7 separate regions of the Mus musculus genome follow, and regions 2, 3, 4, 5, 6 and 7 are each linked to region 1. The links are chromatin contacts, called in public Hi-C and HiChIP or PLAC-seq maps. All regions are on one chromosome and are shown on one strand. The core of a region is the stretch at or near the end of the contact, and the rest is flanking DNA. Distances in the headings are between cores, read along the strand shown. Region 1 holds the start of St3gal1 (ST3 beta-galactoside alpha-2,3-sialyltransferase 1). Region 2 overlaps Tg (thyroglobulin). Region 3 has its middle 260 kb from the start of 1700012I11Rik. Region 4 has its middle 290 kb from the start of 1700012I11Rik. Region 5 has its middle 400 kb from the start of 1700012I11Rik. Region 6 has its middle 320 kb from the start of 1700012I11Rik. Region 7 overlaps Tg (thyroglobulin).

Region 1 (2,700 bases), core at 12-2,511:
CAGAAGCAGAGTTGAAACCCACTCCTTCCTCCTTCCACAAGCTGGCTTGGATTGAGTGAGCTCTTAGATGCCAAGGGCAGTTTCAAGAGCCCTGTATCCACTTGCTCAGTACAACAACCCAAGCAAACGAACGCTGGGACCAGGGCCCTTTGCAAGGGAGTACGTGGAAACACAAACCTAGGAAACAGTGGATATGGCCCAAAGAGCCCAAGATCACACCGTAATGGAGAAGTGCCGCAAATTCGCCCCAACATTACAGCCTCATTCTAGTGAGTAAACAGCCAGGCAGCTCTGGCCTCCCCCACTGCAAAGGCTTGTCCCCAGAAGTCTCCAGAACTGAAAACGGAGAGACTCCTGCGCACACCGTCTTTCCTCTTAACATTCCACGGAAAAGTTGTAGATGAGATAGTTCCAGTGAGAGGATACCCACTGACAAACCAGATCTTAGAAATGCCTTTTAAATCCACCATTTATGATCTACGACCCACACACGTTAAATTCCGTACCCTCACTTCCCTATTAAAACAGAAAAACTTCTACCCTAACCTAAACCAAATCCCCATCCCCAGGCTGCCTTGGGGACCTTTCTAACTCTGATTCCCACTATCAGCCTTTGCTTAGCGCTGGTCTGCGAAGCTGTCTATCCATCCGCAAAGGAAAGGCCCTCGGCGGAGTAGACGGGAAGGGCGGGGATGTGGATGCTTATAGTGACCTGCTCTGCGGCTCCCAGTCCTGGCTGCACAGACACCGCAATCCCTAACCCCGCGGTGCCCCTCCCCAAGCCTACCTAAATCCCACCTCGAGTCCCACGCCCTCAGAAAAAGCGGTGGCTTTGCCTGATCGCCCTCTCTCTCCACTGCGACCCTGAATGGGGCTCTTCTGGGCACCGCCAGCCACATCCTCTCGGTGCACGCCCAACGCCTCGTCCCTCGGGTTGACCCCACGGGCTTCGAGCCTCTCGGGAGTTCTTCCCTAGCCTCGCCAGCTGTTCCCGCAGATCCCTCTCTTGAGGCAGTGATATTGTTCCCGCGCTGCCTCCTCCGGCGTCTCTCAGACGGGTCCGGCCTCCACCCAGCCCGCTGCTGTCCACGTGGCTTGGCTGAGCTATATTGAGCTTGCAGGAAGCCCCAAGCTAGAGGAAAGCCGAGCTGAGGCCGGCAGGAGGGGCGGAGGGGGGCGCCCGAGCGCCAAGGGGCGGGCGCTGGGCGGAGGAAGGGGAGGAACCTAGAGCCGAAGAGCCGTGCTGGGCGCGCCGGAGTCACGGCTGGGACCGGGCGGGCGAAAGCGACTCCTCCCCGGACGCCCCGCCTCTCACTCCCGTTACACCCGGGGGAAGGTGTTCCAGAGGCGGCTCCCATCCTCACCCCGCCTCCCTTTTCTCCGGCGCTAACCTCTGCCGGCGGAGCCCACTATGCCAGACACTTTCGACACTTTGCAAAGACAAAGAGCCCTAAACCGGAGGGAGGAGAGAGGAGGAGGCAGAGAAGGAGCGTGAGGTTTGAGCTGGCTGGGTAAGTATCCTGAACACATCTCCTTAGATACCTCTCTGAACCTCTTCAGTGCCCCCAAAGTCCGGAGTGTCTCTGGCTTTGGTAAGTACGCACCCAGCTGGTCCCTGTCCCGGTGCCCCAGGGACGGCGCCCCCTCGCGAGTTGGGGCTGGAGAAATGTTGCTTGTGTTCTCTGAGTACTGAGGTGATCGTCCCGACCCGGGCACAGAAGGGGTGGGAAAGGGACTAGAAAGGTGTAACAGTAGAAATGGGACCAAAGACCCTAGGCGCCAAGAGGGAGACACAAGGAGAGAGATCTCTGTCTCCGCCACGGTGGTCTTCTACCTGCGGGTCAGGGAGGAGACTCCAGCTCTGGGGCTCCAGGCTCTTTGGCACTTACTGGAGGAGCCTGCCGGAGCTCAGTGAAGAGCCTATGGCAGTTGTAGCAGTGGCTCCCGGAGCGGCCGTGGTGACATTGCGCCCAGCACCGCAGTGGATCCCCGCCCGGGCCGCGGGTAGGAGACTCCATCAGGCGCAGATTGTCCCCACTCTCTAGAGAAGCGGAGGTCTCGGGCTGGGACACTGGGGACGCTTGGAAAGCGTTGGTTTTCCAGACCAGAGGTCTGGACAGTGTCCGGATGGAGTCTCCCGATCAGCTGTGGGCAGGCGCGGACCCGGGAGGAGGCTGTTGGTCCCCGGGACACCTCTAATACCGCCCCGTTTCGGATCTCGGGGAGAAGTTGGAGCTTAGGACAGCACAGCAAAAAGCGGTGTGTCAGAAAGTGGGTAGATGAGGGTGGTCAAAGTGAGCGTGGCGGTGGAAAGTCTAAACTTGGAATCTGCTCCAAACCCGTTAGGCGCCGCAGCTGCCAAGAAATAATGGGACAAAAGTTAGCAAAGTCTGCATCTCTGTAGTGTGACCTGCGCAGGGCATGGTCTGCTGCTTTGATATGTGCACGGGGTGGGCAATGGTGACACCGGACAAAGCGACTTGGTTGGAGTACTATTAGCTCGGGATTCGGACCTTTGCGCAAGCAACTTTCAGCCCTCGTTTTTCTACGCGTGGGTGTTTGAGTGTGACCTTGCGGGAGGCAGCGCGGCTGAACTCGAGAAGGGGATTAAGTCTCCCGGTGCCTGCCTCGTAGTACAGGTAAAGCGTGGGGCCCTTCGCCTTGCTTCACCGTGGAGTCTCAGAAAAGGTGCCCGAACCT
Region 2 (2,700 bases), core at 98-2,597, 380 kb after region 1:
TAGATACTTGGCGGTGTGAAAGTGTTGTCATCTTTAGAGGGAACTCTGAGACTGGTAGGCTCCTTTGACAGAGTACATACAGGTTTTGAGCCACTGTAAAGTTTAAAATCTCAAATCCTGTGTGCATGTGTTCTTGAAAGAGCCATGAACTGAGAGCAAGGCCTCTGAGAGGAGGCAGAGGGAGTTCAGCGCTCCTCAGCTCATGACTTCCGGTTTGTCTATCTGTATACACTGTAGTTTTCCTACATGAAAAGCATAGGCTTCCAACTTTCCTCCCTTCCTCCCTTTCTCTCTCCTCCTTTCTCCCTCCACCTCTCCCTCCCTCCCTCCCTTCCTCTCTCTCTGAATTTTAGGAATACAGTCTGGGGCAGAAGGGCCTTTATGCTTGAGCAAGTCTAATGAAAACAAACCTCAAAAGACTTGCCCATTTGCTTTTACTTTTAAAATGCTAATTGACATAAAGTAAAATTTTTTCTTTTTCCACTATGTGGGCAAGAGGCTGCATCTGAGAAGGAGGTTCAGGGGTCTCCCTCTGACTGCTGGTTTAGAAAAATTTCTCCGGCCTGTACCAGGGTATACTCCAGATAGTCGCACAATTGTCCCACCCTGAAAAGCTTCCTCTGTTGTCAGGTCTGATTCTACTTCATCTTTCTTCACATACCTATTTGAATGAGGGAGAAGTTGCCAGGTCACTGCTACTCTAATTGACTCGAATCAGGCATTGCCTGAATTGCTGAGGCTTCCTCTGATAGCCTGGGTGACAAAAAGCTCAGGGCAGGAGGTTCTGCCCTATGAATCTCAAGACAAAAGAATTCTCTTGGCCTTTAAGAGCTCCTTCTTCAGCATGCCAGGACAGTGAATGCCTGGGCATGTATGTTCTTCATCAGGGTGATTCCTAGGAACTAATGTCATAAAGAAGTAGTCAATCTGTTGGGAATAGTGTACATTTCAGAGGAAAAAGACCCCCAAGTGGTGTCCTTTAGAAGCTGTGTGACCTTGGGGAAGTACCCCCAGTCTTCTATGGCTTTCCTAAGGGACTTAACCTTGATCTTGTGCCACCACAGTAGAGCAAAGAGCAGTGACCTGGTTGTAGGGTGGGAACACTTTGAGATCCACTTGAGGTCTGCTAACCTCAGTAGATTGTATCTATATAACCATCCCTCAAGTGTGAGCTTCCCTCAAGTGTGAACATCCCTCAAGTATGAATGCAGTGGAACTGGCAACCCCAGGAACTTTCTCACAGAATTGCAAATAGTGAATTTTCCAGTCCACACAAACTTCAGACACCTCCTCAGGGAGGGCCACATGCATACAGCACAGAATTAATTAAAAACCGGGGGCCTCCCAGGATGTTGGGGAAACACATTTCCACCCAATAAAGACAACCTAGTTACTCTGCTGTAATAGTCCCCTCCCCCACTCCTGCCGATTGGTTTCTTCCATCTGCATTACTGTGACCTACAGTGACACCTCATGTCTGAATTGACCATGCAAACCAGCTGTGCTCAGAACCCATGCCACTGTGCCCAGGTACAAATCAAATCACACCCAGTCAACATGCCCTTGCAGAGTTGATACCCGTGAAAAACAGGACTGAGCAAGGTAAGGAGAGGAAGGAAACAAGTAAATCTGAAGGCCCAGCAGAACTGTGATGGCGGGTGGAAGGTGGATATCAGCGAGCTGTGTTTCCAACCAGGCCCTGGAAGGTCTTACGCCCCTAAAGCTAGCAGATCCCAGGCCAGTGCTAGTTGTGCTTTCATATCTAAGACAATCACGAGCTGACTAGCCAGGTCATCATGGTGTCTCCTCAGTTCTCATTTTTATGACAGTGATAATTGTAGTGTGGCTTGGTGCCTGAGGTGTGCCACACATGGCTCTAAGAGCTTTATGCATATGATGTGAGCCATTGGATATACATATGCATATCACATAAGAATAGCATCTCACGTGAAAATTCCTTCAAAGCAGCTCCTAATTTTTATAATAGTCCAACCACATTATCACTATCACACTCTTCAATTTGCAGTCGAGGAAACTGAGGGCATGTCATAGGCCATGCCTAATGTCCTCCAGCTCATCAGGGATGTGAGAGGAGAAACAAGCAGATTAACTGAGTGTAGTGGTCAGAGTCCTCCCCTGTCTTTAAAAAACAAAAACAAAAACAAAAGAACTCCATCATAATCCCAGGGTAGACTGTGCTCAGAGAGAGGATATGCCAGGAGTAAGGAATTATGCCCAGTTAACAGATTCAATGACACAAAAACTCTTGGGCCATTGCAAGAACTTATAAATGAAGTACCAGTCAGATCTTAGCTTAGGTCCTCATTTCTATATCACTAACCCATTCCTGGAGCATGGGGTGGCTTTAAGTGGAAGGATATTTGACTTCTGAGTCATTTTACCCTTAAAGAATATAAAATACAAGTAGGTAACCTATCAAATCCATACCTGTAGATGGTAGGACCCACAGACCTGGCTTCCATGCATCAGCAGAACTTCGTAGGCCTTCCTCCAAGCCAGCCTGCAGCTCCATCTGGTTGGCTATGTTCATATGTGCTGCTTTGCTTACTGATAAACTTACTGAAAGTCAGGCCTAAAGGTGACCTTTCAGAGGCAATGTGTTTGGATATGAGTCAAAACAGGATGAAAGCAGAAGTTGAAATAATGCAGCCATTTAGCCCTGCACCCACTAGCCACAGG
Region 3 (2,700 bases), core at 102-2,601, 310 kb before region 1:
TATCAGACATGAAATCTCTTTAGAATATTACCCACTGGAGTGTGTCACATATTGGCTGTCCATCAATAAAAAGTGTAGATTGGTCCAGGGATCCACAATGGATGCTGAAATCTTCAGATGTTTAAGTCTCTCATATTAATTAGCATAGTACTCAGGTGTAACTCCTATGCACACTTTCCTGAAGATTTGAAATCATCTCTTGATTACCTATGCTATCTACTGAAATGAAACACTCTACAATTAGTTGCTATATTGTAACTAATTTAAAGAATATGATAGGAGAGTGTGCACTTTCAGTACAAAAATTTTCCTAAATATTTTCGGCATATGATTGGTTGAATCTAGGAATGTGGAACATCTAAAAATGGAGGACTAACTACAATTATTTGCTAGCTAGGTTAATGTCTCTTTTTCCTTTAGAATGTAAATTGCATAAAATAAGAAACTTAACTCTAGTATTCTCTCTTCTCCAAGCCTAGGACATGGGACACTGGAGAGCTCAATGAGTAAATATAAGAAGATACTCATTCAAAGATCCAACAAGTCCATGGAATTTAGGCTGCTCTATATACCTCGGATTTGGGTAGTATAGCCTCGTGTAGATTAGTCCAACAATCCTGTGGAGATATTTTTACCACAGTCATCTCTGGGTCAGAATTTGATTTGCCTCCTAGGTGTCAGTAAGATGTGAAACATTAGTCTACAAAAATCAGGGAGTTTGGAAACAGCTTTATCAGGCTTGACTCTCATGGAAGTTCTTTGTACAAAACAGAGACACAGTTCTTAGTACATCTCTTTGGAGACTGTATTACCATCAGAGGTCCTGGATGCTAGAAAATGGGACCTATACCCCTTTCCTTCGAGGCAAAGGACACTGCTATTTCTTAGCACTAAAGGCCATTGTATTGGTCAATTCATTTCTTTATTAAAATATCCGAGACTGGATAACAAGTGTAGTATACACCATAAAAATATATTATTTGACATTTTGGAGGTTGGAAAGTCAAAGTGAAAGTTCCACTGGGTTCTTTGTCTGCCAATAACCCAATCTCTGCTTCCAATTTGGCTACTTCCTAGATTCTCTTGTACATTCTCCAGTGGGAATGGATGTCTCCTCATATGACAAAAGAAACAAATGGGCAAAGAGTATAGATAATTCCCTCCAGTCATTTTAAGAAGGTGCTAAACTCATCACTGAGTGTAGGGCCTTCATTGCCTAATCCCTGCCTAAAGCTCCACCCCCAGTACTGATGGACTAGAGATTCAGTTGCAACATAACTACCACAGAGGACACACATATTCAGACCATGGCACCTCGGGTGCTGCCTTAGTCATTCTGAAAGTGAAGTGTTTTTCTGAGGAAGTTGGGAGTAGTTTCCAGGGTACACCCTACATGTCACTTGGCCTAAACTGTAGAAGCAATGAAACTGGCACAGAACTTCCGGAGGAGGGCCAAAAGTCAGCCAGACAGAAGAGCCACTTCCAATGTAATAAGCATGGATGGAGCAATAAAATAGCTTGCAATAGCCTTTCTGAGCACCATCTGTTTTCACACTGTATGGAACAGGGCAGGGAGGTATTCAGGCAGTGTCTATGCTTAAGTGTGTCAGCCTTGGCTTTATCACTTGACTCACTGCCTTCTGAAAGTTTACTCACACTGAACCCAGAGAAGCATTCTGTCAAGTAAATAGGACAAGTATGGTCTCAAATCATCTGAATATCTTCGTGTAGTAAGTAGAACTCCAAAGATAAGTACTTATATACATAGTATTTACAAGTATGAACAAGGGAAGTATTCCCCTTCTTGCTTTCCACGTTTCCCAGTCATCATCAGTGTATTTACTCCTTGCCACAATCTTCCACCTACCTTCTTCCATCTCAACCTCTGTACCACAGAGGGTGGAGCACCTTGATTAAATTTCCCAAAAGAAATCCAGAAACTCTTAAATGCTACTTTCCTTATATCTTTCTCTGCTCAAGACCCAGCAAAAAAACCATACCATCCTGAGGCCCAGAGGCCGTGGCAGAAAAGTTAAAGTCAAATGCAGGTTAATATCAAAAGGAGTGGCAGAAACAAGAACTGTAATGCGAATGGCGTCATTTCATCTGTCTTCACAAAAATACCTCTTTCCTCATGGCTACTGAGAGGCAGGAGTAACAGAGAGTAACATAGTGACAGCTGTGCCCCCATATCTTCATTCAAACCAGACATTCTTCTTTCTCATGACTGTAGGGGCCAGACAGTTCAGAGACACCACAAGAAAACCCACCGAAGCAACTAACCAGAGTTCATAGGGTCTCAATCAGGGGCCCTGCAAGGGTCTGACCTAGGTCATATTCATATATGTTATGGTTGTGTAGCTTGGTGTGCTATTGGACTCCTGATAATGGAAGCAGAGGCTGTCTATGTCTCTTGACCTTGCTTTTGTGACCCTTTCCTCCCACTGGGTTGCCTCATTCAGCCTTAATACGAGGGGAGGTGCCTAGTCTTATTGTAACTTGATATGCCATGTTAGGTTGATATTTAGGCAAGGCCTGCTCTTTTCTGGGGGGAAGCAGAGGAGGAGTGGATCTGGGGGAGAGAGGAAGCTGGGAGGAGATGAAGGAGGGCAAACTGTGGTCAGGATTTAATATACAAGCAAAGAATAAAAATTTTAAAATATACATGTAAAAAAAAAACAGAAAATGCTTCTCCCTTGC
Region 4 (2,700 bases), core at 93-2,592, 340 kb before region 1:
ACAGCTGCTGCTGGTTCTGAACACTGGAAGCATAATGACTTTGAAGGGGTTGTCTTTCTTCCACTTAATGACCCTAAACATTCAAGAAATTGGAATTGGCAGGGTCTATAGGGCTATTGTTCTTTAACGTACTGGGGCTTCCAAATGGTGGCTTTATGCTGCCAGCTAGTATAATATTAAAGATTAATAGGCAATAAAACAGAGACAGGTGGCCAACCATAAGTTGTCATGAACAGCACATGGGAAACAATTCCCAGTTTATGTTGCTGGATAAGACAGTGATTGGCCATAATGGCCCCTTGGTTTCCCAGACCGGCTTTCTCAGAGAGCCAAAGGTACTTGAGCATAGGCTTCTGATCTTACTAACAAGCGTCAGTCATGACACATTGATGATAAGAAAAGTCCCTTGTAAACCCCTCTGTAGAGAGCTTAGCATATCAGTCCCCCACTGTGTATGACCAATGGTATTTGAATGAGCCCGTTCATCTAACAAATTGAGCAACTGTCAAGTTGGACACTGTACATATGCATAGCTAATGTTACAGTGTTGTGGAAGATTTTTTTTTTGCAGCTGACACAGTATGTGTTGTTGTTTGTTTGTTTGTTTGTTTGTTTGTTTGTTTTTCAAAGAAACGATGTTATCTCCTAGTGGATGACAAGCATCCTCCTCCAGTAGAGCCCAGGAATCCTTTCCCAGTCAGTCCAGGCATCTCTCCAAGTGGATCTCAAACATACCTTCGCAACAGAGCCGTTGTATCTCCTCCCAGTGGAGCCAGATATCTCTCCTAGTGGAACTCCGGCATCTTCACCCAGTAGAGTCTAGGCATATATTTCAGGGACCCTCAGGCATCACCTCCCAATGCAACCTAGGCATTTTCCCCAGTGGAGCCCAGACATTTTCCCCTAGTGGATCTCCATCCTGAGCCCAAACATCTTCTCTCTGTGGAGCCCAGGTGTTCCTAGCATCTTGCTGATCTGACATTTAGTTGGCCTCATGTAAGATTCAAGCAGGCCTATCACATTGGAGAGGAAAAGGTGTTCTGAAAGGATACACATGGGGGGGAATCTTGTGCCTACTTACCCTGGATGTGTGAAAGAGAATACCAATTTTTATTTTGCCCTCGGTTTCCATGATCATCTTTAAATGTAAGAGCAATTTGATTTGATTTGCATAATTGTGGAGAATATTTGGAATGGTGTAGGGAAAGTGCTTAAGTGTAGAGCTGGCATTTAATAAATATTTAATTCTTACTTGTTTAAAGTGCAGGGTCATGTGCTCTCCCTGTTCCTTTTAGCTTGGGGCAGAATTTCTGCTGAGAAGAAATAAGGAAGCAGGGGGAGGGAAAGTCAGCATCGTTAAGTCATGTGAGTCATTTTTAGTAGCAGAAACTGAAAAATGGGAAACCTAGAAGTTGTCAACAAGAATCTGAGAAAGTTGGGTTTAAGACATGTAAATGGGCATTTCTTATCAAAAGATTTCCATGATGTTCAAGGAATTCATGGCCTGTGGCTGTTTCTTACTTTGTGGAAAATCTAAGTCTTAGGCTTATGGGGCTGTTGACTCAACCACAGTATTATGGTTTAAATTTAAAATGCTCCTCACCCCAGTTCATGTTTTGGGTGCTTGGACTCCAGAGGGTGGCACTATTTGGGGAAAATCCTAGAAACCTTGGGAAGTGAGGCCTAGATGGAGAAAGTGGGTCACTGGGCAGCTTAGTCATGGCTGGTGATATAAGAGATGGTGAAAAATTGCTTGGTACACAATGGAGTTTTAGAAAAAAAGAATCTGCTAAACTGTGCCTTTAAGATGCTCAGTGGGTAAAGATGCTTGTGCACAGGCTTGGCAACCTGATTTTAGTGCCAGGATCCTACAAGATAGAAGCAGAGAACTTTCTCTCAAAAGTTGTATGGGATATAAATAAGCATAATTTTTTTAAAAAGTTGTCTGACTTTCATATGTGCATCTGCACACACATACACATACACAACACATACACACATACATCATGCCAAACACTGATGCACTAAACACAAATACACACTAACAGGTATATTCACCTGCATACACACACACTCAAACACACGAATACTTACATGCAAACACACGAATACTTACATGCACACACACACACATATACACATACTCACATGCACACTCACACACACATACATACACACACACATGCACATGCATACCCACACATGGACACACACTAATAATTTGAGAAATTTCCTAAACTTGGTTCATATTATTTGAAATGTACCTACTCTTCCAAGCTATTCTTTATTCTATCATTCTAGGGACCAAGAGTAAACACGTGGTCTGAATTTTTTCTACCAATGTCATGGGAAATTAACAATAAATCTTACTATTAAACAATTTATAATTTACCCCATACTGTTATGCTACGTTAATGCATTAGGGTAGACATAATGACCAATTTATTGGCATATTAAATGAAATAAATTTTTGAAAAGGAACTAGTAATTTTTTTAAAAGGTTGTGTATCTCAGAAATGACATGAAGAATAGAAGGGGTGAGATTTCAACAGTATTGGTGCCTTTCTGGACTGATATTTTAATAACATCTTCCAATGCCTTAATGCTTGAAAGAGTATTGCAGAAGTCACTTTGACACATCATCTAAGTTCCTTTGGGCTACAGCTCTCTTCAGATCTCAAATGTGTGGCCACTGAATCG
Region 5 (2,700 bases), core at 100-2,599, 450 kb before region 1:
CTGTAAGGCAAAGGACACCACCAATAGGACAAATTGGCAACCTACATATTGGGGAAAAAATCTTCACTAAGCCTACATCCGATAGAGGACTAATATCCAAAATATATAAAGAACTCAAGAAAGCAACCTTCAAAGAAACCAAATAACCCAATATAAAAATGGAGAACAGAGCTAAACAGAGATTTCTCAAAAGAGGAATCCTGAATGACCAAGAAGCACTTTTAAAGAAAAGTTCGACATCCTTAGTCATCAGAGAAATGCAAATCAAAATAACCCAGAGATTCCACTTTATACCAATCAGAATGGCTCAGATCAAAAACCCAATTGACAGAACCTGCTGGTAAGGATGACCAGAAAGGAGAAAGAGGAACATTACTCCATTGCTGATAGAATTACACACTGGTACAACCACTCTGAAAATCAATCTGGCAGTTCCTCAGAAAACTGGAATTAGTTCTACCTGAAGACCCAGCTATACGACTCCTTGGCTCCATCATACCACAAGGACGTGTGCTCCACTGCTCCACTATGCTCATAGCAGACTAATTAATAATAGCTAGAAGCTGGAAACAACCCGGATGTCCCTCAGTGAAAGAATAGGTACAGAAAATATGGCTCATTTACATAATGGAGTACTATTCAGATATTAAATCATGAATTTTGCAGACAAATGGGTGGAACTTGAAAATATCATCCTTACTGAGGTAACCCAGACCAAAAAGGACATGCATGGTATATACTCACTAATAAGTGTATATTGGCTCAAAAGTACAGAATACCCAGGATGTAACCCACAAACCACAAGAAGTTTAACAAGAAGGAAGGCCCAAGTGAGGATGCTTCAATCCCACTTAGAAGGGGCAACAAATTAACCAAGGGAGTAAGAGGGAGGGAGGGATATGAGTGGAAAAGGGGAGGGGGAGGGGAAAGGGAAACAGGATTAGGTATGGGGGTGGGGAACAGGAGAGGAGCACAGAGGGCCAGGAGAAGGAATGGAAATATGCAGCTTCAGGAAGTGGGAGGTAGAGATAGACCTCTAGAAAGTCCAAGAGACCTGGGATGAGTGAGACTCCCAGGTCTGAATGGGGGTGACCTTAGCCAAAATGCCCAACAGTGGGGAAAGGGAACTGGAAGAGACCACCTCTAGTAGATAGACAGGGTCCCAAGTGAAGGGACAGGGTACCAACACACAGTCAAAATTTCTGACCCAGAATTGTCCCTGGAACTGCAGGAACAAAAATGAAGAGACTGAAGGAAAGAGTCCAATGAACGGCACAACCTGAGCTCCATCTCGTGGCAGGGTACCAAGGCCTGACATTATTATTGATGTTAGGATGTGGTTACAGACAGGAGCCTAGCATGGCTGTCCCCTGAGAGGCCCTACCAAGCAGCTGACTGAGACAGCTGCAGATACTTACACCCAACCATTGGACTGAAGTTGGGGAATCCTATGGAGGAATTAGGGAAAGGATTAAAGGAGATAAAGGGGAGGGCAACTCCATAAGAAGACCAGCAGTCTCAAATAGCCCTGGGAGCTCCCAAAGACTGAGTCACCAACCAGGCAGCATACGGGGGCTGAGGCCCCCAGCACATATATAGCAGAGGACAGCCTGTTCTAGCCTCAGTGAGAGAAGTTATGCCTAATTTTTGAGAGACTTGAGGCCCCAGTGAAATGGGGGTTTGTGAGGGAAGCTCTCCTGGAGGCAAGGAGGAGGAGGAATGGGATGAGGAACTATGGGAGGGGGTACTGGGAGTGGGGAAATGGATGGAATGTAAATAAATAAAATAATTAATTAAATGTTTAAAAAGAAAAAGAAAAGCAAGAAACAGCTTCCCACCCTTATTGTGTTTTTCCTACTGACTCTCAAATAAACAGCACTATGTCTGACTTTGTTGCTCCTTCTAGCACCAGCCTTGACAGTTCTACCACTGAACAGCATTAAACTGAGAAAGAAGCTGGCATTCTGGTGTCAGACAGACAGAAGACCACAACAATGAAGAAACCCCACTTCATATGAGTTGCTGAAGTGATTAGCTCTGGGCTAGTTATACTTTTTGTGAGCAAGTTAGACTGTATGATGGGGCTAATCCACACTCAAGGAGCTGTGAGATTGTGATCATGAATTTGAACCTCTATGACAACATGGGACATGTAGAAAGCACTGATGAAAGAATGTTGTCATAATTATTGCTGATTGAGTTTCTCATATCTTCCATTCCTTCTCTCCAGCCATCCTCTGAGGCAGTCTTCCTCAGAAAGAATGCCATAATACACTCACACTGTGGTGGGTGAGATATTGTGTAAAAACAAAACCAGCCACTGATTCAGAGGGCAGGTCAGCTTAGGGTTTCCTGTAGAAAATTAGATAGAATTCCAATTCTAAATTCAATCTTCTGGGTAAATAGTGCTATTCTTAGCACCTGGAGGTTCCGATGGCTTTACTGTCTCTTGGTTTTTCATGCAGGGCACATTGCTTTCTCACTAGGGAGAAACTAGTAGGAGAAAATTATCCATGAATAGATTGGCCAAGTAGGGTGCCAGCCAGAAAATCTAGTGTACCTATCTCTCCAGAGAAGAGACTGATGTAAAAAATTATTCATTGCTGGCTGACTATGAGACCTTGGATATATAGTCTGTGAATGGAGAATTAACCATTTATTTCTTAAATGAATATATGTGAAATTGGATCCAAGAGCTGA
Region 6 (2,700 bases), core at 175-2,674, 370 kb before region 1:
TTCAGCCAGGGGCTGGGAGAGAGCCCTCTTTTCATATTTCTAATAGCTTCAAATAAAATACATTCAAGCACTTCCAGCCATCTGCCTGGGAAAGGTTATTTGGAGAGGTCTCACCACCCCTGCCCTGATTCTTATAAGCATCAATTCTATTTCCTAATTCTTTTGCTGGATTAAATTTATGAACTCCTCTGCCCTTTGGGTGATAAATCTGTTGATTGTGACCATTTCCTCCTTCCAGTTTCCAATTAACATGATTGGTATGGAATCCTGTGAGACAGCTCAGGCTCCTTCCTTTCATCTTGCAGCTCTGAGCTGAATCAGCATAAATGTCAGCCTGCGCCTCCCCCTCTTTACTCATTTCTCTACTCTCATGCCCTTTGGAGCATTTAACAATAGTTCAATAATATTTCCATTTATATGAAAGGAGAAAAAAATCCTAAATTTAAAACCTGCAAGTACAACTTGTAATTTTCCTGTAAAAACAAAATCCTATGCAGTATGGGTCATTTTCTGAAACATTTCCAACTGTGTGCAGCTTTGTGTTTAAACAGGGTAATGGATCCGGCTTCTGATCAGACAATGTTACCAACAATTGTTGTATAAATGCAAAGTGACACATAGATAGTAAGAGTAATAAGGATAAGGGAATTTGCTCCAGGGTGTTCATGCAGAGTTGACTGTCTTTAAATTCTACATTATTCTATTAATCCAAGTCTGAAGGAGGAGGAAGGCCTCAGGAAAGCAAAGCTTGCATTCTCTCTCCTCTTCTCCCTCCTCCTCTCCTTCCTCCTCCTCCCCTCCCCCTACTCTTTGTCTTCCTCCTCTACTTCTGCTTCTACTTCAGCTTCCTCTGCTGCTACTTCTGTCACCTTCCTACTCTCTTGACTGTCATCATTATCTCAGCAACCATCTGGTAGGTTGGCTATTGAGAATGACAAATTTATAAGGCTTCTGTGACAACTTCTCCATCACCACCTCTATCCTCCACAAAAGAGCAAGTCTAGACAGAAAGCCATTGAACTATTAAAAGTTTTAATCAGGATGCTCTTCACCATTGATGGCTTCTGCTGGGGTTAGGGGTGGGGAAAAGACTCAGTTTTCTTTAGCTGGCCACTGTGAATTTGACCATGCTCCAGTGAATATGTGGGCAACACAAATTGGACTTGGTTTTCTAATCTATTTTTTTTTTTTTTTGAGTAGGGGAGGTCAAAAGGAAGGGTACAGGGCTAGAAAGACTGGGAAGTGAATGTGGTCCTGGAGAATTATGTTAAATTGCCAAGTAATCAATAAAAGTACTATGGTGGGGGGGGGAGAGGAAACTGGAGAAAGGTATGCTATAATTTGAATATGAAATACCCTCCCCCAAAGGCTCGTGATTAGACAGTATTTCGTAAGACTTCGGAAACTTAGGAGATAGAGAGAGATGAAAAAGGTGACTCACTTACAGGAAGAGGGTTCTATTATCTTTGGTTGATCCCCCATCGTACTATCGTCTTCTTGATTGACGAGAAACTAAACAGTTCTCTTCTGTTCTTTTTGCCACAATATCCTGTTCAAGGACACAAAACCCAACAAATCTGGGCTGATGCTTATAAAGTTATGAGTAAAATATCTCTTTCTCCATCAGTTACTTACTTGGACCACAGTAAACAAAAGCTAACTTTTATGAGGTGGTAGAACAAAGCTTGGTTGAAATCTTAACCCTTCTCTTTATGTACTTCATAATTTCTGGTAAAAATACTTTTACATCTTAGTTGCAATTCCATCATTCTGTAGTAAATGGAGAAAATACTACTTACTTATCTTAGATATATTCCAATGCAACACAATTATTTTCATGCCAGCAGAAAGTTAGTATACAAAAATTTCCTTCTTATCCAATAATGTACATCTGAGAGCTGGAACCTTGGAGTCAAAATAGTTGGATTCAGATCTCAGCTTTATCTCTTCTTGGAAATGTCCATTATGTAAATGATTTAGCTTTTCTCAGTTTCAACGTTCTCATCTATAACATGAAAATAATAATTATGGCATATGCAGTATAATTGTGAGTTAAATGAGAAGAATCACACTAAGGATTAAAATTGTGATAATCATGTTTATTATTTAAAACAGTAACAGACCATTATTATTCCCTTGAGCATATATTTTTTAATACCTACTATGTGCCAGTTTCCCTTTTAGTAGGCATGGCCTACAAGTATATTGGAGAATTTGAAGTTGGCTCAGGGCTTAAGTCTGTGCCTAAATTCAGTTGTGGTCTAAGGAGTAAGAAGGTTTGCTTTTGGTCTCAGTCTTGGGTCCTGACACATTATAGTGACTATCACTGCACTTGCTCAATGATAAGACCCATAAGCATAAGAACTGTATCTGTTTGGACTCTATCTCCAATGCTTAGAGCAAACCTTGGCACATGCCAAGAGCTCAATCAATATTTGTTGACTGTCAAATAGAAATAGTGTTCCTATCCTGAAAGACTGCATTTTAGTAGCGTTGTCAAACACTTTCTATAATAAAGCTGTATGTTATAAGGTGTTACAGAAGCTCTATAGCGAAGACTTAACTCTTCCTTGGAAAGTTAGCATGGGACCTTGAAGAGTAAGTAAGATGTTTTTTAGGCTAAAAAGTAGGGTATGGCATCCATTCAGGTAGCAAAATCAGCACTATGTACACAGGTAGGAGGGAACACTGGGAATGGTG
Region 7 (2,700 bases), core at 100-2,599, 470 kb after region 1:
ACAATTACTTTTACTTTTAAGGTCATCCTTCTTTGTAGCCAACTCTGTGCAAATGCTACTTTCTCAATGAGTCAATCCCAGTAATTCTAAAACTTAGTGCCATCTCATTTGACTGCTATGGCCAATGTCCCTGTGGGTCAGTCACTAACAGTGCTACTTATACTGGACAAGGATGGGCAAATTAAGCACCCAGCAGACTACATTAAAAGTGGTTCTTGCTATTGGACCTTTTGGTTTCTAATTGACTCAGAAAGCCCAAATTCTGAGGATAAAATCTCTCATTAATTTGTCATGCTAAATGTCAGCATAGTTTATTTTATTTTATTTTATTTTATTTTATTTTATTTCATTTTATTTTTTCCAAGACATGGTTTCTCTGTGTAGTCTTGCCTGTCCTGGAACTCTCTCTGTAGACCAGGCTGGCCTCGAACTCAGAAATTCACCTGCCTCTGCCTCCCAAGTGCTGGGATTAAAGGCATGCACCACCACTGCCCTGCTGGATGTCAGCATCTTACTGTTACACTGCTGATCTGCTGGTATCAAGTGCTTTCTGTTGCTCTAACATCTTCAGTCCCTTCTAATTTCTCTTGTTGATTGTGGCTACAAGGAAGGACTTCACTAAAAGTAAAAATAATAGGTATTTACTGGGTATACACGTTAATTGGGCAGTGGGATTCTAGGAAACCAGAATTCCAACTACAAAGATATATATCTTACAAGGTATTAAAATTAAAGCCCTCAGGAGATCCATTGTAGAGCAATGCATGAATTGGTCACCCTGACTCTGTTGGCTCTGAAAAACATAGAGGATCTATTCCCTTTCCCTTCTTAGTCACGGTTGTAGTCATAATAATTTGTCAAATAATTTCAACAACTGAGTTTTACCCTATAAAATGGGAGATCCTTATACAAACTAACTTTACCTTCATTGTTTGGGATTGAAGCTATGCAGTAAAGACATGTAGGCATTCAAGCCAGATCACACAGCCTAGACCTTTGGATGTGGTCCCTTGCCAGAGTAGCAAAATTGGTGGACTTAAATTCCTCTATGATTACCACTAAGAATGAGTATCTATTCCCATCTTACTGGTGAGAAGGTTGGGCCTGGAGTGCTCAGCCATCACTTGCTACAGCACTCTCCTGGAAGGGGAGAGGGTGAAATTATGACATGTGGCAGGCACAGCACCAGCTGTTTTCATGTGTTGTCTCACAGCCCTATGAGAAGGGCATCTTTTCTGACTTAGCAGCAAGATAAAAAAAAGTCACCACAGCAAGGTGGAACACAGTGAGATGGAGCCAATGCTCTGGGAGTTACTATCCTTGGTCTGCATGCATTCTTGCTATCTCAGAGTAAATCAGAAACTCAGCCACATCTTGGAAACTGTGTAGTACTTTCCAGTCTACGCTATCAGTGAGTATCCTTCTCTGAGCACCAGTTCCACTACTTCTTTGAGTCAGATTGATAATGATTGGTTGGGACAATTTTTTTTTTCAAGTAAGTATCTGTAAATTTGGGGCCAAAGGAAACTAATGCTTCCTGGCCAATGTAATCGGCTCTGCTATCTTTATTCAGAGTCCCGATGAAGACAGGAAAGTGAGACCTGGAGAGATGCTATCAAACCACAGGCTCCTGTCAGTCTGAGAAGTTACGCATGCTCCTTCACCACTGTGACTGCCCCTGATGTAAAGAGATTTTCCATCTAAAGGGTACTTTTGTAGATTATAATGAGGCAGCACCTTGATGACCATCATCCTTTCCTGAGCACGTGGCTCCTCTCAAGACCAGAAAGTGTACGTGTTCCACGGCCCCTGCATGCTCACTTTCACCTTCCAATCCACCAGCCAGAATTACTAATAGCTGTGACAAGTGCCTCCTCTATTTAATACAAGAGTTGATCATTTGAGTTTAGAGCTTTCAAGGCTTTGAGTTTTGTTGTTCTTCCCGCCAATCTTTCTTTCAACCCCAGCAGTGACAGGTCATACTTTTGCAAAGAGGAAAAGTATCTTTGGGAGACATCAGAATACTTCACCTTTTAAGAAGTTCATATAAGTCCTGTCAAGTCTTTCTGGTTCTGTCACTCTCCAGCTCAAAATTCTTCTGTGGTGCTCTGTTGATGGTTCAAACTTGTGTCTATACTTCTCAGAATCCTATCTTTCTTGATGGGTCACCTCCTGCCATGTTCCCCTACAGACTCTATTCAGCAATAGAAATCATGGCATTGTCTCATAAAGCCAGTGGGCTTTTACACTCATTGCTTTTTTACTATTCCATCCAGTTTCTGCAATAGCCTTCATTTTGGTGCTCCTAACACATAAATGCACACACACACACACACACACACACACAGAGAGAGAGAGAGAGAGAGAGAGAGAGAGAGAGAGACAGAGACAGAGACAGAGAGACAGAGAGACAGAGAGACAGAGAGACAGAGAGACAGAGACAGACAGAGACAGACAGAGACAGACAGAGAGAAAAAGACAGAGACAGAGAGCCTGATCCCATCTGCCTATCTTAACACCAATTCCTGCTCACTTTTTCAGACCCCACACAGCACCTGCTGCACTAACATGTATCTCTGCCTGCCTTAAACAGCACTTTATACCACAGTCCTATGGTCCAGTCATGTGTGGTACCATGAAAATTTTTGCTGCTCTGCACTTGTGGTATGGGGTTTGTACATAACTAGATTTTTAAAGCTT

Evidence for each region. HiChIP or PLAC-seq counts read pairs in DNA pulled down with a chosen protein or histone mark. Hi-C and Micro-C count contacts between places; a contact is called where the count stands out from the background.
Region 2: a contact with region 1 is called in a Hi-C map of CD8 T cells, with 2.2 times the contacts expected there. The contact joins the enhancer-like site here to the promoter of St3gal1 in region 1. A contact is called at or near these places in 3 of 484 Hi-C or Micro-C datasets (CD4 T cells, CD8 T cells and erythroblasts), 3 of 115 datasets of contacts at active chromatin or transcription factors (the SCID.adh cell line, embryonic stem cells and memory CD8 T cells) and 1 of 9 other capture datasets (adipose tissue).
Region 3: an H3K4me3 HiChIP or PLAC-seq map of bone marrow-derived macrophages shows a contact between it and region 1, with 4 times the contacts expected there. The contact joins the enhancer-like site here to the promoter of St3gal1 in region 1. A contact is called at or near these places in 1 of 39 promoter capture datasets (the C10 cell line), 1 of 15 datasets of contacts at CTCF or cohesin (pro-B cells), 6 of 484 Hi-C or Micro-C datasets (bone marrow-derived macrophages, embryonic stem cells, granulocyte-monocyte progenitors and 3 more), 13 of 115 datasets of contacts at active chromatin or transcription factors (the NIH/3T3 cell line, the SCID.adh cell line, acute myeloid leukemia and 9 more) and 1 of 9 other capture datasets (liver).
Region 4: a contact with region 1 is called in an H3K27ac HiChIP or PLAC-seq map of bone marrow-derived dendritic cells, with 6 times the contacts expected there. The contact joins the enhancer-like site here to the promoter of St3gal1 in region 1. A contact is called at or near these places in 1 of 39 promoter capture datasets (the C10 cell line), 1 of 15 datasets of contacts at CTCF or cohesin (pro-B cells), 3 of 484 Hi-C or Micro-C datasets (bone marrow-derived macrophages and nephron progenitors), 18 of 115 datasets of contacts at active chromatin or transcription factors (the NIH/3T3 cell line, the SCID.adh cell line, Th17 cells and 15 more) and 4 of 9 other capture datasets (adipose tissue, bone marrow-derived macrophages, embryonic stem cells and 1 more).
Region 5: a RAD21 HiChIP or PLAC-seq map of pro-B cells shows a contact between it and region 1, with 6 times the contacts expected there. The contact joins the enhancer-like site here to the promoter of St3gal1 in region 1. A contact is called at or near these places in 2 of 39 promoter capture datasets (the C10 cell line and hippocampal neurons), 2 of 15 datasets of contacts at CTCF or cohesin (large pre-B cells and pro-B cells), 7 of 484 Hi-C or Micro-C datasets (B cells, cerebral cortex, embryonic fibroblasts and 4 more), 16 of 115 datasets of contacts at active chromatin or transcription factors (the NIH/3T3 cell line, the SCID.adh cell line, T-cell acute lymphoblastic leukemia and 12 more) and 2 of 9 other capture datasets (macrophages and pancreatic islet).
Region 6: a contact with region 1 is called in a Hi-C map of Th2 cells, with 2.2 times the contacts expected there. The contact joins the enhancer-like site here to the promoter of St3gal1 in region 1. A contact is called at or near these places in 1 of 15 datasets of contacts at CTCF or cohesin (pro-B cells), 9 of 484 Hi-C or Micro-C datasets (Th2 cells, nephron progenitors and uterus), 16 of 115 datasets of contacts at active chromatin or transcription factors (the NIH/3T3 cell line, the SCID.adh cell line, Th2 cells and 12 more) and 1 of 9 other capture datasets (macrophages).
Region 7: a contact with region 1 is called in an H3K4me3 HiChIP or PLAC-seq map of the SCID.adh cell line, with 9 read pairs. The contact joins the enhancer-like site here to the promoter of St3gal1 in region 1. A contact is called at or near these places in 5 of 115 datasets of contacts at active chromatin or transcription factors (the 230-238 cell line, the SCID.adh cell line, kidney and 2 more) and 1 of 9 other capture datasets (embryonic stem cells).

What each region holds. Positions count from the first base shown.
Region 1 is chr15:67,175,443-67,178,142 of GRCm38.p6, reverse strand. It overlaps St3gal1 (ST3 beta-galactoside alpha-2,3-sialyltransferase 1), which reads left to right and starts at 1,261. Exons shown (of 9, transcript NM_009177.4): 1 at 1,261-1,511.
Region 2 is chr15:66,798,573-66,801,272 of GRCm38.p6, reverse strand. All of the region lies in intron 41 of Tg (thyroglobulin), which reads right to left. The region is part of intron 3 of Sla (src-like adaptor); the gene reads left to right. Among named protein-coding and RNA genes, the nearest start is that of Sla, 32 kb to the left of the region's middle. Within about 2 kb of position 1,347, at least 28 of the 459 cell types and tissues checked have an H3K27ac peak or open chromatin away from gene starts, as enhancers often do. A contact at or near this core is called in CD8 T cells and the SCID.adh cell line, where this site is marked.
Region 3 is chr15:67,480,537-67,483,236 of GRCm38.p6, reverse strand. No RefSeq gene overlaps it. Among named protein-coding and RNA genes, the nearest start is that of 1700012I11Rik, 260 kb to the right of the region's middle. Within about 2 kb of position 1,351, at least 42 of the 459 cell types and tissues checked have an H3K27ac peak or open chromatin away from gene starts, as enhancers often do. A contact at or near this core is called in acute myeloid leukemia, bone marrow-derived macrophages, granulocyte-monocyte progenitors and 1 more, where this site is marked.
Region 4 is chr15:67,512,908-67,515,607 of GRCm38.p6, reverse strand. No RefSeq gene overlaps it. Among named protein-coding and RNA genes, the nearest start is that of 1700012I11Rik, 290 kb to the right of the region's middle. Within about 2 kb of position 1,342, at least 15 of the 459 cell types and tissues checked have an H3K27ac peak or open chromatin away from gene starts, as enhancers often do. A contact at or near this core is called in bone marrow-derived dendritic cells and bone marrow-derived macrophages, where this site is marked.
Region 5 is chr15:67,625,755-67,628,454 of GRCm38.p6, reverse strand. No RefSeq gene overlaps it. Among named protein-coding and RNA genes, the nearest start is that of 1700012I11Rik, 400 kb to the right of the region's middle. Within about 2 kb of position 1,349, at least 2 of the 459 cell types and tissues checked have an H3K27ac peak or open chromatin away from gene starts, as enhancers often do. A contact at or near this core is called in pro-B cells, where this site is marked.
Region 6 is chr15:67,544,710-67,547,409 of GRCm38.p6, reverse strand. No RefSeq gene overlaps it. Among named protein-coding and RNA genes, the nearest start is that of 1700012I11Rik, 320 kb to the right of the region's middle. Within about 2 kb of position 1,424, at least 3 of the 459 cell types and tissues checked have an H3K27ac peak or open chromatin away from gene starts, as enhancers often do. A contact at or near this core is called in Th2 cells and bone marrow-derived macrophages, where this site is marked.
Region 7 is chr15:66,701,795-66,704,494 of GRCm38.p6, reverse strand. All of the region lies in intron 20 of Tg (thyroglobulin), which reads right to left. Among named protein-coding and RNA genes, the nearest start is that of Tg, 32 kb to the right of the region's middle. Within about 2 kb of position 1,349, at least 6 of the 459 cell types and tissues checked have an H3K27ac peak or open chromatin away from gene starts, as enhancers often do. A contact at or near this core is called in the SCID.adh cell line, where this site is marked.